Linked DNA regions of Macaca mulatta: region 2 is linked to region 1. The links are chromatin contacts, called in public Hi-C maps. All regions are on one chromosome and are shown on one strand. The core of a region is the stretch at or near the end of the contact, and the rest is flanking DNA. Distances in the headings are between cores, read along the strand shown.

The links. A called contact is a pair of places that touch in the nucleus more often than the background predicts.
Region 2: a Hi-C map of liver shows a contact between it and region 1, with 5 times the contacts expected there. The contact joins the promoter of ST7L here to the promoter of RHOC in region 1. A contact is called at or near these places in 3 of 14 Hi-C or Micro-C datasets (blood, cortical neurons and liver).

Annotation. Positions count from the first base shown.
Region 1 is chr1:127,551,353-127,558,466 of T2T-MMU8v2.0, forward strand. It overlaps RHOC (ras homolog family member C), which reads left to right and starts at 2,445. Exons shown (of 5, transcript XM_015148464.2): 1 at 2,445-2,494; 2 at 5,729-5,891; 3 at 6,415-6,535; 4 at 6,843-6,973. The coding sequence starts at 5,736.
Region 2 is chr1:127,634,157-127,640,809 of T2T-MMU8v2.0, forward strand. ST7L (suppression of tumorigenicity 7 like) reads left to right here and starts at 2,730. Exons shown (of 15, transcript XM_015148385.3): 1 at 2,730-3,094; 2 at 6,394-6,476. It overlaps CAPZA1 (capping actin protein of muscle Z-line subunit alpha 1), which reads right to left and starts at 3,554. Exons shown (of 10, transcript NM_001261214.1): 1 at 3,121-3,554. The coding sequence starts at 3,159.

The DNA of each region.
Region 1 (7,114 bases), core at 1,195-3,694:
TTTGGGAGGCAGAGGTGAGAGGACTGCTTAAGCCCAGGAGTTTAAGACCACCCTGGGCAATAGTGAGACCCCATCTCTACAGAAAAATAAAAAAATAGCTGAATGTAGTGGTGAGTGCCTGTGGGAAGCAGTTAAGCATCCAAGGAAATTAAGAGTATTGCTTATAGTAGAAAAGAATAAAGATCTCAAATCAGTGATCTGTTTCCACCTTAAGAGGCTAGAAAAAGAACAGCAAATTAAACCCAAAGTAAGCTAAGGGAAGCAAAAATAAAGATGAGCAAAATAATTAGAAAAGGCCTGTCACCAGCCTGGGTAATATAGCAAGACCCCATCTGTACAAAAAATACAAAAATTAGGTGTGGTGGTACACGCCTCTAGTCCCAGCTACTGGGGAAGCTGAAGTGGGAGAATCACTTGAACCCAGAAAGTTGAGGCTGCAGTGAGCTGAGATTTTGCCCTGCACACTTGGACAACAGAGATCTTGTCTCAAAAAAAAAAAAAAAAAAAGGCCGGGCGCGGTGGCTCAAGCCTTTAATCCCAGCACTTTGGGAGGCCGAGACGGGCGGATCACGAGGTCAGGAGATTGAGACCATCCTGGCTAACACGGTGAAACCCCGTCTCTACTAAAAAATACAAAAAACTAGCCGGGCGAGGTGGCGGGCACCTGTAGTCCCAGCTACTCGGGAGGCTGAGGCAGGAGAATGGCGTAAACCCGGAAGGCGGAGCTTGCAGCGAGCTGAGATCCGGCCACTGCACTCCAGCCTGGGCCACAGAGCGAGACTCCGTCTCAAAAAAAAAAAAAAAAAAAAAAGAAAAAATTAAAATTTTTTAATTAAAGAAATCTACACATCACCTTATCTTGAAAACTTCACCTGCTGTTCAGGACTGGGTATCCCACAGCCACACAGGCCCACACTACAGCAATGACCTCCTGTATCATAACTGTCTACATTAGGAGTCAGTAGGGAGTGGCAATTAAGAACAGGGGCTCTAGAGTTCAGTTGTTTGGGTTCTAGTGTCAGACCCAGCACTAGCTTTGTAACCTCTCTGAACCTCAATTTGCTTCTCAGTAAAATGAAGATAGCTACCTCATGAGATTTTTGTAGTTAATGTATGTGGACCCAGGTCCATGTAATATGGATTCAATAAATGTTAGCCATCTTGAAATTGTCTGCATTCCTCATTTAGACTCTTAAGTTGTTTGAAGGCAGAAATGGATCTTCCAAACATAGCTCTCAGTTCACCCTCAAGAAATGTTTACTGAGCCAGTTAAGAGGCCTGGGGTCAAACTGCTGTGGACCTCAGTTTTCACATTTGTCAAATGTCTGGATTGCACTTCAGATAAAGTCTGTATGACTCCTAACATTCATTCATTCATCAAATATTTGTTGGCAACCTATTACGTGCCACTCACTGTGCTAGACAACGGGGGAAGGGACAGGCTGGAGGAGCCTGGGAAGTAGCAGGGCCAGACCACCAGTTTGGAGCCAGACAGGCCCGGCTTTGTGAATTCTTGCTGTCACAAGTCAAAAACATTTGTGTAAGCCACTTGATTTCTCTGAGCCTCAGCTTCCCTATGGGCAAAAAGGGATGGGTATATTTTCCCCAAAGATCTGTGATGAATATTGAAAGGGTTAAGCTGTGTAGTGTCCCAAGCACAAGCCAATGAAATGTTGGTGGACGTCCTCATTCTACTCCCACCTCCTCAGCTTCCTTACAGGAAAAGGAGATACGCGTGTAGGTAAGTATCCTATACACCAAGTCAGAACTAGAAGTGGGAACAGAATTCCCAGCTGGGATCCGGAAGCATTTCTAGGAGCACCCTTTGAGGAGTAGGTAGGAATTGGACTCCTGGAAATTCCAGGCCCAGGGAGGAAAGCGAATTGTGAGGAGGAACGCTGGTCTGGGTCTGAACGGCTCTGAGAGGTCTTCAAGTTTGGGGGATGACGTTGGGCTGTACGATCCTAGGAACAAGAGAGTGGACATCTCCCCCAACCAACACACCCACGCCGGGCCCTGGGACGTGCCGGGGGCTGCCCTTTCCCAGTCCCGCCTCCGGAGAGGTCCCAGGTGCAGCAAGAGCTGGTGGCTGATTGGCCACAGGAGGGCAGCAGCGGCCCTTCCTGACCCCACCCCGAGCACTCTTAACTTTCCCGACGCCGGTCCTCCCCTAGGGGCTGGAAGGTTGGGCAGAGTGAGTTCACCCAGGTAGTGCTGGCCCCGCTCGCCCGGCTCCTCCGCAGTCCCGGAATAACCCCGTGGCCCTCCCCTACCTGGCGGAGTGGACGCCCCCGGCCCCAGGCCTGCGGACCAGGGAAGCGGCGGCCGCCCTGCGCGGGGCCGGGGCGGGCCGAGCCAAGGGCCGCCCCCAGCCGACCCTCCCCCTGCCGGGCCCGCCCTCCCCGCCGCGGAGCTGGAGGAGGGCGGGGCGGGGCCCTGGGGTCAGTCTGAGCCTCAGGCACCGGCCGCGCAGCTGGAGGCGGCGGAACCGAAGGTACCCTGGGCCGGGGCTGCGGGCAGCGGGGCGTCTTGGGAACTCGTCCCCGGGAGAGCACTTTGCCTTCCTCTCTGGGCCGGAGATCGAGGCCCGTGCAGGGAGGGGGCTTCGGCCTGGGCTTGGACCCCGTTCCCTCCCTGCGGAGTCGGCATCCGGGCTGGGCGGGGGTCGGCCGCGTCGGCACCTCCCCGGGCTGCAGCGAGGGGGCCCGGACTTGCTGGCAGGGGCTCTCGCCTCCTGAGGTCCGAGTCGGAGCCCCTTCCCCTCTCCTTCCAGCTTCCTGGAACCTGCCCCGCCGGGTGAGGGGCGAGGGAGCCTCAACTCAGACGCTCCAGCCCCCAGGGCGGGCGGCCGCAGGGGACCTAGAGTGGGATGGGGTGGGAATTCCTCCAGGCCAGGAGGGAGGCATGGCGGGAATAGGGGCGGGATGTGACCATTGGGACCTGCCACTGTTCGGCAGGGTCTGGACGCCGCCCTAGACGGTTCCTGGAGCCCGCTTGTGTTGAGGATAAGGGAGATGGGGAAGGATCCAACTGTGTGTGTGTGTGTGTGTGTGTGTGTGTGTGTGTGTGTGTGTGTGTGTGTGTGTGTGTGTGTGTGTGTGTGTGTGTGTGTGTGTGTGTGTGTGTGTGTGTGTGTGTGTGTGTGTGTGTGTGTGTGTGTGTGTGTGTGTGTATCCTGGGGTTTTGGGGCTGGGATCCTGAGGCCGAGTCCCACCCTCACTCTGGTTTTAAAGTTGAGAATGAGGTATCTCCTGGTATCTCCAGAACGGATTCCTTCCCTAGGTGTAGGGTGGGTCAGCAAAGTCAACCGGCCGCTCTGGATCATCTGGGAATTCAAGAGAGCGGTTGGAGAGAGATCTGGTGTATCCACACTGTCTTGTCTTGGGGAAGGCCCCAGAAGTTCCAGGCTCCATTCCAGGACCTGTGTGGGGCTCAGTTGCCCCTCTTAAGGGGTCAGTGGGACAGTCCCTCTGGGGCTGCCTCCCATAGGGAGTTATCCATGCCATCTTGGCCTTGGGCCTAGTGTCCTGGCCTGGCCTGGGCTGCCTGCTGTTCCGGCCCAACCATAGCCTGGAGGGAAGGTCTTCTAATTGAGCTGGAGGCTCCAGGTCCCTTAACGCATGCCTCAACCCCAGGCTTCTGTCCTCTGCCTCTTTCCACTCTGGTGCCATCTGAATTACCCTGCTGGGGGGACAGCAGTGACATACTCATGCCTAAGTGACTGGCTTTCACCCCAGTAGTGATTGCCCTCCAACACTGCCCACCCCAGGGTGGGGCTACCCCAGCCCATCTTTACAAAACAGGGCAAGGTGAACTAATGGAGTGGGTGGAGGAGTTGGAAGAAATCCTAGCGTCAGTCACCTGGATAGAATTCCCGAGGAACCCTCTTTTTGGAGGGTGGTTTCCATTTCTGGAGGCTATCTGCCGGCAGGGTGAAAGCCTTCTTGCTTGTCTTCTGGGGAATCAGAGAGAGTCCATTTTCTGGTGGGAAGAGTGTGGCTGTGTACTTTGAACTCCTGTAAATTCTCTGACTCACGTCCACAAAACCGACAGTTTTGTGAATGTGTGTGGAGGCAAGGGAAGGGCCACCTAGGATCTGCTGTTGAAGGGAACAGGCCTGGGGCTGGAGGATTCGTTTCCTAAAGGGCAGTGTGAGGTGGTGGCGGGGTGTGGGGAGTAGAGGCCTTCAGTCAGCCCAGTTTGACAGGATGTGGGACTGAGAGAAAAAGCTAGGTTTGAAGCCGAGATCAGGTTACCGTCGCTTTCTTAACTGCTCCCTGCCTGGTTGGTGCTGGGACTGGCCCTCATTTGTCTCTTCTTTTGGGACTCCTCCCAACCCAGACTCTAGCCCCCTCCCCCTTCCCAACAGCCTTGACTTCATCTCAGCTCCAGAGCCCGCCCTCTCTTCCTGCAGCCTGGGAACTTCAGCCGGCTGGAGGCCGGTTCCCCTCCCCAGGGAAGGAGGAAGTGAGGGAAGCTGCGAAGGTGTGATGAACTGTGCAGATGCTCGCCGTGTGTGCTGGGGGTGGGGGACACTTGGAAGCCCGGGAAGCTGACTCCTTGCCCTGAGTCACAGGGAGGGGTGGGCAGGGCCTGTGGGTGAGCTGGACCAAGGGAGGAAGGGACTGTTCCAGAGTGGGTGGAGGTGATTCCCTGGTGGATTCTTCTCAGTCACTGTGCTGTGGTGGATGTGTGGCTCCCTACAGTGTGGTCATTGTCCCCTGCCAGGGGCTGAGTGACCCAGTGTTGCTGGCAGGCCCAGGAGGAAGGGGGGAGGAAGGCAGCCTGCCCAAACTCGAGCTGTGGGCACTGCTGGGACTGAGCCTCCTTTGTATGACTTGGGGCTTTGGGGACGGGGTGGGGTGGACCAGGGAAGCTGGCTGGCTGCTGCCCCTGTCCTCTGGGTTTCCCTGCTTCTGCTCTCCTTCCTACCGCTGAGGTGACATGTCGAAGAGGCACGGCTTTGAGTCACACAGTCCTGCTATGGATGCTATCCCTGCCGCTTATAAGCCACAGCTCTGAATCTGTCTTAACCTCATTGAGCCTTAGTTTCCTAGTTTGTCAAAATGGAAAGTACACCATCTACCTCCCAGGCATCTGGGGACCAAAGGAGATAATTCCTGCCAAAATGCCCGACAGAGTGCCTGGCACCTAGGGACTCTGTAACTATTCTTCCTTTACCCACCTACCACCTGGTAGCTGGTTCTGCTACTCTGGTCCTAGAGAGGGACTCCTTATTTGTGACTGGACAGGTATGACTTGTGCTGAGGGACAATCTGTTCTAGATTGGACCTTAGAGATTATTAAACTGTAAATGCATCAAAATCCTGGTAGCCAATGAAGTCTGACTTGAAACCCTGATGTGTGAAGTAGATAGAAGCTTGCTCCCTGGACGTCCCGCATCCCTGAGCAGCTCTTTAGCTACCTGGAGTCCCCAAGTTGGCAAGTGGATTAGATTGAAACTCATGTTTTCCAGCTCCCAAGTGGGGTCATCATCCACCTCCCACCACTGTATTCTAACCCATCGAGGGAGACCTGTCCCTGACCCAGAGATTAGGAATTTCGAGCTCTGTTGTTGCACAATTGGTGTTTGGCCAGAAGATGCCTGAGCAAGCCCCCTGTCCCTTTGCTAGAGGCCTCGGTTTCCAGGAAGGTTTGAGGGCCCTAGAGAAGTGTTTTTGGACTTTAATGGCTTTTCCTCAAATCCTCAATACCTCTTTCCTGGCAGCCCCACCATGGCTGCAATCCGAAAGAAGCTGGTGATCGTTGGGGATGGTGCCTGTGGGAAGACCTGCCTCCTCATCGTCTTCAGCAAGGATCAGTTTCCGGAGGTCTACGTCCCTACTGTCTTTGAGAACTATATTGCGGATATTGAGGTGGACGGCAAGCAGGTGAAGGCAGAGATGCCCTTCCCACCCGACCCTGATCCCCGCCCCCAGTCACTGAATGACCTAGTATGTCCTTCCCCACTCCTACCCCTGTCCTTGTGTCATTCTCCCTGCTGGAACCAGTAAAAGTTAGGAAGTATATCTGCAGTCTTAAAAAACCTGGATATACTTTCTGGTTCTCCCACAGACTGGCTCTGTAACCTGGGCCGAGTCCCTTTGCCTCTGGGTTTAAGCTCCCCCACCTGCAAAATGGGGATGATGGTAAGACCTCCCTCAAAGGGTTGTCGTGAGAATTAACCAAAATAATGGTGCTCACAGTGGCAACTCAAGGGTCAAACACGTGTCTTAGCTTTCTTTAACAAACTGACCTAATTTATGTTGTGGGACAGTGATTAATACAATGCCTGGCACATAGCAGGTACTCAATAAAGAAGTTCAGTGAGCCCAAAGAACAGTGGTTTCAGAGGACCTTTGGGTGGCAGGGTTGGGGCCCTCAGGCCAGCTACTCACTGGCCTTGTGTGTCAGGTGGAGCTGGCTCTGTGGGACACAGCAGGGCAGGAAGACTATGATAGACTGCGGCCTCTCTCCTACCCGGACACTGACGTCATCCTCATGTGCTTCTCCATCGACAGCCCCGACAGCCTGGGTGAGGAGATTGGAGGGAGGGGACTGAGAACCCCTCGGAATCAGCCAGAGGTGTCGTGCCTTGGCCTGTCTTCAGTCATCTTCAGAGATGGGGGGTGGGGATGCAGGGGAGCACTCAGGCCCTGCTGGTCTCCTTTACTGTGGTAACTGGCCCTCTGAAGGCATACTGCTCTTGAGGTTTTGAGCTGTGAAAGGGACCATCATGCTGAATGGCTTCTAAGATTCTGCTGTGGGAAGATGAGGGCCCCCCAGGGGAGCTTTCTAGCTTAAGTGGAGGCACCGACACCTGTTGGGGCATGTCTGCACAGAAAACATTCCTGAGAAGTGGACCCCAGAGGTGAAGCACTTCTGCCCCAACGTGCCCATCATCCTGGTGGGGAATAAGAAGGACCTGAGGCAAGATGAGCACACCAGGAGAGAGCTGGCCAAGATGAAGCAGGTGGGTGCGGCTGCCAGGCTGGAGCCCCTGGGGAAGAAGGCACCCTCTGAGGGGTTGCAGACGGGCAAAGGGAGCTTCTTTCCAGCTACTGCCATGTGTTAGGGGAGATGGTAATATCTCCTGGTGAGGGAGGACCCGTAG
Region 2 (6,653 bases), core at 1,480-3,979, 83 kb after region 1:
CTTGGGAGGCTGAGGCAGCAGAATCGTTTGAACCCGGGAGGTGGAGGTTGCAGTGAGCCGAGATCGTGCCATTGCACTCCAACCTGCTGGGAGACAGTGCGAGACTCTGTTTCAAAAAAAAGTATAAATATTTTTCATATGCTCTAACAGAGCCTTCATATTTCATCTATTTACAGCATTTTCTACAGCTCTACTAAATAATTCTGATAAACTTGATTCTCAAAAATGCCTTAAAACCACTACCGTTGTCTAAACTGAAAGCATGTAGTTTTTCTTAATACTGAAAACGTCACCTTATTACTGAAAGCATTAGTCTAAACTGAAAGCATAACTTCTCAATTACCATACTTTTGAAATTGTACACAAATATTCTTCTAGTTAGGCTAAAGGGAAAAAATATGCTAATCACACTTTTTTCCAGAAAATTATCTTTGCTTTTATGTTTTACAAATGTTGAATGAAATAAAAAAAACAGACAATGAAAAGAACCCAAAGAAGTAATTCATCTCATATTTCAGGCTTCCTAATTATGGTATCTTTGTCTTGCTAAGCATGTAACTAAAGAGCTCAGGTTCATTCTCAGAAACTGTGAACTCAAAGCTACAACTAAAACGTTTATTTCTAAAAGTTACTACACTTTCAACTTCCTGTTTTATTTAGATAGCTCATCATGACCATTTCAGGTAACAAAACCCAACTTCCTTTTTACAAAGTGATTAAAAAAACTTCAGCAGTTATGAGAATAGATGATTTTACTAGCTTTTACATACATATTTATAAGGAAATTAGAGTCCATTCATTATCACCAAATTTTCTAAAGGTTTACTGCCTTTAGAAAATGTAACCAAGATAAAAAGCAATATTGAAATATATTTGGCAACAAAAAAACTATGCTAGAAGACGAAACTGGTCACAGATCTGCTATTAAAAAAACCAAGACTGGCCGGGCGCAGTGGCTCACGCCTGTTATCCCAGCACTTTGGGAAGCCAAGGCGGGCAGATCACGAGGTCAGGAGTTGGAGACCAGCCTGGCCAACATAGTGAAACCCTGTCTCTACTAACAATACAAAAAAATTAGCCAGGCGTGGTGACAGGCGCCTGTAATCCTAGCTACTCGAGAGGCTGAGGCAGGAGAATCGCTGGAACCAGAGAGGCAGAGGTTGCAGCGATCGCACCACTGCACATCACCCGGGGTGACAGAGCGAAACTCCAACTCAAAACAAAACAAAACAAAAAAAACCCAACACGTTAATGTTATTAAAACACTGCCAGTATTTAAAGACATCTTAATTGGCATTTTAAAAAATATACTTTCCCAAGTTTAATTAAAGGCATTCTAACCTGGTATCGAAGACAAAAATCCAACAACACTGGTCAATGTGTATCACGTAGGCACAATAAACTTAAAAGTTTATTATTTAAATTATTTGTGGAATTTTGACCGGGCGCGGTGGCTTACGCCTGTAAACCCAGCACTTAAGTGGCGGAGGCGGATGGACTTGAGCCCAAGAGTTTGAGACCTGCCTGGGCAACAAGACGAAATTCAGTCTCTACAAGAAATACAAAAATTAGCTTGACGTGTTGGCGGGTGCCTGTAATCCCAGCTACTTGGGAAGCTGAGGCAGGAGAATCATTTGAACTCGGGAGGCGGAAGTTGCAGTGAGCCCAGCGAGACTCCGTTTCAAAAAAAAAAAAAAAAAAATTTGTTTAGTTGTAACAGGATTTGTATTATAACAGGATTTTTGCTTAATTTTATTTGAATAGTAACTATTTGCCTTAGAACAATTTATTATAGATTGATTTCCAGCATAAGCTCATATATGTCTTTGTTTTTGTCCTAAATCTTATGTATGAAGATCAGTTTCCAAATAAGAGAAAATCTAATGCTGTTGTTCAATGGCTTGTTAAGCATTTCAAAATGGCATGCCATATGTAGGTATGATGTATCAAGTTATTCGGTGCAGAGGACTTATGGATCATAACAGTCCCCTCCCCATCCCAACTTCTTATTTAAAAAAACACCCTGGTAGATTTACAGAGCACTCAAGGGGACACATTTTCCAATAGCCACAGCAGGAGACAAATGTCATAATTCTTGTAAGTAAGTTGTCTCGTGAGGTCATTCTAAGTTCCACGTGCCCTAAAATCATGTACTTACTGAAAAGCCTGACAAAACTGTTATGAAACTGTGCAAATGTCAGAAGAAAAGTTATTCCACCTTAGAATGTGCTCTTGTATTTAAAACGCTTTTCAAGAAATAAGTATACAAACTGCACACTGACAAATTCAGCTAATCAAAGACTCCACAGTGGAGCACCAGAGAAGGCAGGACGCTTTGTCAAGTCTTGAACGTGTTAACATGCAGTTTATTATCTGTTACAGAAAATCTTTCTTGAGGTTAAGAAAATCCATCAGCTATTCTACATTTGTTAACAAGAAACAAAATTTTCAAAAATTATCGTTAAAAGGGTGTGTCTACAGGGAAAGTCTAGTGCTCAAATTGTGAAGCACATGCCCTGAGGCTCACAGATTTATTATAGCGAATCAGACAGGCGACAGTACTTGAGAAAAGTACTGCATGTGTAGTGAGGTGGACAACATTTGGGACCTCTCCTTGTCGAGGAGTCGTGACAGCAAAATCACTTCCTGAGGAAGGAGGAGCAAAAAGGAAGAGGCCATCCTGACCAGGAAGTGACTCGCCCTAAACTAACCCCAATTATATCTACAAATGGGGGGATGGGGGTTAGCACCAACTGCTAAAGGCGGTAAAATAACTGCTTTTTGATATGTAGCAACATAACCACCACCCACTCTCAAAATTACAGGAAAAAAGTCCACAGTCACGATCTAATAAAGGAAACGTCTGTTCCCTCGCAGGGAGGCCCCTGGGCTGTGCCTCAGGCCTGAGAGAAAAGGAGAGTCGAGGAACGAGGAACTGGGGCCACCGTGAGGCAGAGGAAAGCCCCGTAAGAGGGAAGCGTCCCGACTGCGGAGAGCGTATGTCAGCATTGACAAAGAAGCTTCTTTTTCCTGGGGACACTGCGAGGCTCCCAACGCAGCCGGGCCGAGCCCCAGTTCCCTGTCGGGGGAGGAGGTAAGAGAGAGAGGCGGACCCCTTACCTTCTCCTCATCCGACACACGATCATCGAAGTCGGCCATCTTGGGCTGTTCTGGCCCAGCCCGGGTGTGGGCGCTAGGCAGGCCGGGAAGAAAGCCGAGTGATGGAATCACCGCGGGGGCCGTCGGAAGGACCCGCCCGGAAACGCCGACCAAGAGGGCGCCATGTCAGTTATGCGCGGGAGTGACGTCTACTAGTGCCAGCGCCCGCGCCCGCGCCCCAGGAAGTAGGCTTTGCCTTCGGTGATTTAAAGTCTAATATCTTTCCCAATGAGTTACACTCATTTCCCATCCATCTAATGGGTGCTGGCAGCGTGTTTCGATTATTCTTGGCTCCTGGCCTCCATCCGACCAAGTCGCTCTTGCAGTTTTTCTGGTACCCGTTATCTCCACGACAGCCGAATCCAAAGCTCTAAGAGCTGCTCGGCCGCTGGAACGATCGGTGGCTTTTCCAACCCCGGGGGGCGGGGGTGTGAAAGGTGACCCTCATTTCGTTTGGAAGCGGTAATACTTCACTTTGGGGTCACATCTTAGTCCAGTTCCTCCAGAACAGGCGCTGCTGTCCGCCCCTTCCCTGCCCCACAAAGGAATAGGTATCCTCAATCTTGAGACACGCTCCTCCACCTTCGAAATCTTCTCGGTCCCGGTTCCCCAGGACTCAGCCTTCAGAGAGGCCAACTTCAGGTCCGCCACTATCCCAGGATTCCCGACTCCCGGTTTCCTGTCCTTCTCCCCTCCCAGCTCCTGGCTCCTGCGATAGCGGCAAGATGGCGGACGGTGGCGGCTCGGGTGAAGCCGCGGCTGCTAGAGCGTCTCCTGCACCTGTCCCCGGCCTAAACCCGACGTTGGGCTGGAGGGAGCGACTGCGAGCCGGGCTGGCGGGGACTGGGGTCTCGGTGTGGTTAGTGGCGGGGCTGGGGCTGCTTTACGCTCTGAGGATCCCTTTGAGGCTGTGTGAGAATTTGGCAGCGGGTGAGAGGACCAGACCTCCTGGGGCAGGGCGGGGGGCCAGGAGAGATGTCGGGGGCAAGAGCCAAAGGGCAAGAGATTCTCGGTAGTCCTAGAGGGCCTCTGAGGAGTCGATGATGAGCGATCAAGTGGGTTCTTTTTCTTTTGGACTGCAACCTTGCAGTTGATTGTCAAGCCTGCTGCCTCTACCGGCTCCTCCCTAGAACTCTTAAGGTCCGTCCTTTCTCTTATGTCCTCGTTTTTCCGTGGAAAAGCCACCTGACAAGCTATAAGCTTCAGGTATTAGGACAGAAGGGTGCATTCTCAGATTAGGATACGTAATTTATATTGGCTCCCCCGCCTCTGGTAGGATCCCATAAAGTCACTGCTTTGAGTGTCTCGCCGCCCAGCTGAGAGAACTCATATCCAGGCAACAAAGATGAGCACATCTGTAATTTAAAGATTTCAGAGAAAGAAAATGGCATGATTTTAATTGACGATTCTCTTGTTTTAAAATAGTTCTGTTAAGAAATAGTTGTCGTGATATTTTTGTCTGTTCTTTTAGGCTTATCTTGAGTAATGTAGTACAGGAAGTGAGAGAGCGCCACAAACAACTGTCGGTTTGCTAGTTCTTTCGACATCTGTAGAACACTTGCTATGTAGTCTGTGCTGAAAATACTAACACATGTAAGAAGTGATGATCCTGATGGATTCTCATATACTGTACTATTCTTTAGTTGTAGACGGGATAAAGTGTTTAGGGCCCAGATCCCCTTAGCATGTGATTATATTTCACTCAAGCTCTGAGCAGCAACCTCAGAACAAGATAGAAGTATTTCTGTTATATGATTCAGTACAGTGGTTGATTTTTCTGTAGCAGAAGGTAGCGAATGTCCCCTTTCCTGTTCAGAGATAACATGAAAGACTGTGAGGTAAAGTTCGGAAATATTTTGGCTTTTTTGGAGGGTAAGGTATCAAGTTCAAATATAACTAGCACACTAAAATAAGCTAAACTGAAGAGCTAAGTTGGCATCTCTGTAACAGGTGAATGAAGTGCTTAACGGCGGTTTCTATGCACAGTGTTACTGATTGACTTGTCATTTATTTATTTATTTATTTATTTTTGAGACGGAGTCTCGCTCTGTCGCCCAGACTGGAGTGCAGTGGTGCGATCTCGGCTCACTGCAAGGTCCGCTTCCCGGGTTCATGCCATTCTCCTGCCTCAGCCTCTCAAGTAGCTGGGATTACAGGCGGCCGCCACCTCGCCTGGCTGATTTGTGTGTGTGTGTGTTTTTAGTAGAGATGGGGTTTCACCGTGTTAGCCAGAATGGTCTCCATCTCCTGACCTCGTGATCCGCCTGCCTCGGCCTCCCAATGTGGTGGGATTACAGGCGTGAGCCACCACGCCCGGCCGACTTGTCATTTATTTTTCTACATGTTAACCATATACATTTAGATGAGAATAGTTGATTACTATAGATTTTGCTTTTTTACTTTTTCTTTTTTATTTTTTGTGAGACAGAGTCTCCCTCTGTCACCCACGCTGGAGTGCAGTGGCAAGATCACTGCAGCCTTGAACTCTTTTGCTCAAGCGATCTTCTGGCCTCAGCCTTCCAAGTAGCTGGAACTACAGGCGTGCACCACCATGACCAGCTGAGTTTTAAATTTTGCATAGAGACTGGGTCTATTTTATTTGCCTAGGCTGGTCTTGAACTCCTGGCTACCAGCGATCCTCCTGCCTTAGCTTCCCAAAACTATAAGATTATGGGAGTGAGCCATCCTACCTGGCCAGATTTTTATTTCTTTCTAAAACCCACCGTACTTATGAGATAATTATTTGAAGTGAACAATCTGCTCCAGGATTTCAGTAAGTCAGGGAGATTTCTGTTTGTTGCTTTTCTCTTTGAGCCATTTTGCCTCTCTAGCTGATATGCCAAATACATACACTGTTTCCTTCCCTCTAATTTGAGACAGTGGTTTTGTATCCTACCAAAATAATTATGGAGTCGTTTTGAACCTCCTTTGTAAAAGCATGTTTGTTTATCTTCTTATTCTTACAGACTTGCAAACGTTCTTGTCTAAATTATGACTTATAAGTGCTTTAGTTTTATTCTTTAAAGCAAGCTGAATTACCTCATTTTGATTTGTTGCAAATAGTTATAAGCCATTATTTATATTATGTATACAAATTAAAACTTTTTCAAGTGAATTTCACACTAGATATTAATACGACTTAAGTCCCATCACTCATAAAGATACTCGCATATTTGTAACCTAAGTACATTAAATTTGCATTTTTTAAAACTTTGATTCTTGTTCTTTTGACAGTGACTGTATTTTTAAATTCATTGACACCCAAATTCTATGTGGCACTTACAGGGACATCTTCATTGATATCAGGACTAATATTTGTAAGTAGTTTCCATTTCCTTCCTTCATGTTTTGGTATTTATCTAAAGATTTTTTTTTTTTTCCTTTTTTGAGACAGAGTCTTGCTCCGTCGCCCAGGCTAGAGTACAGTGGCATGATCTTGGCTCATGCAACCTCCACCTCCCAGGTTCAACTAATTCTCCTGTCTCAGCCTCCCG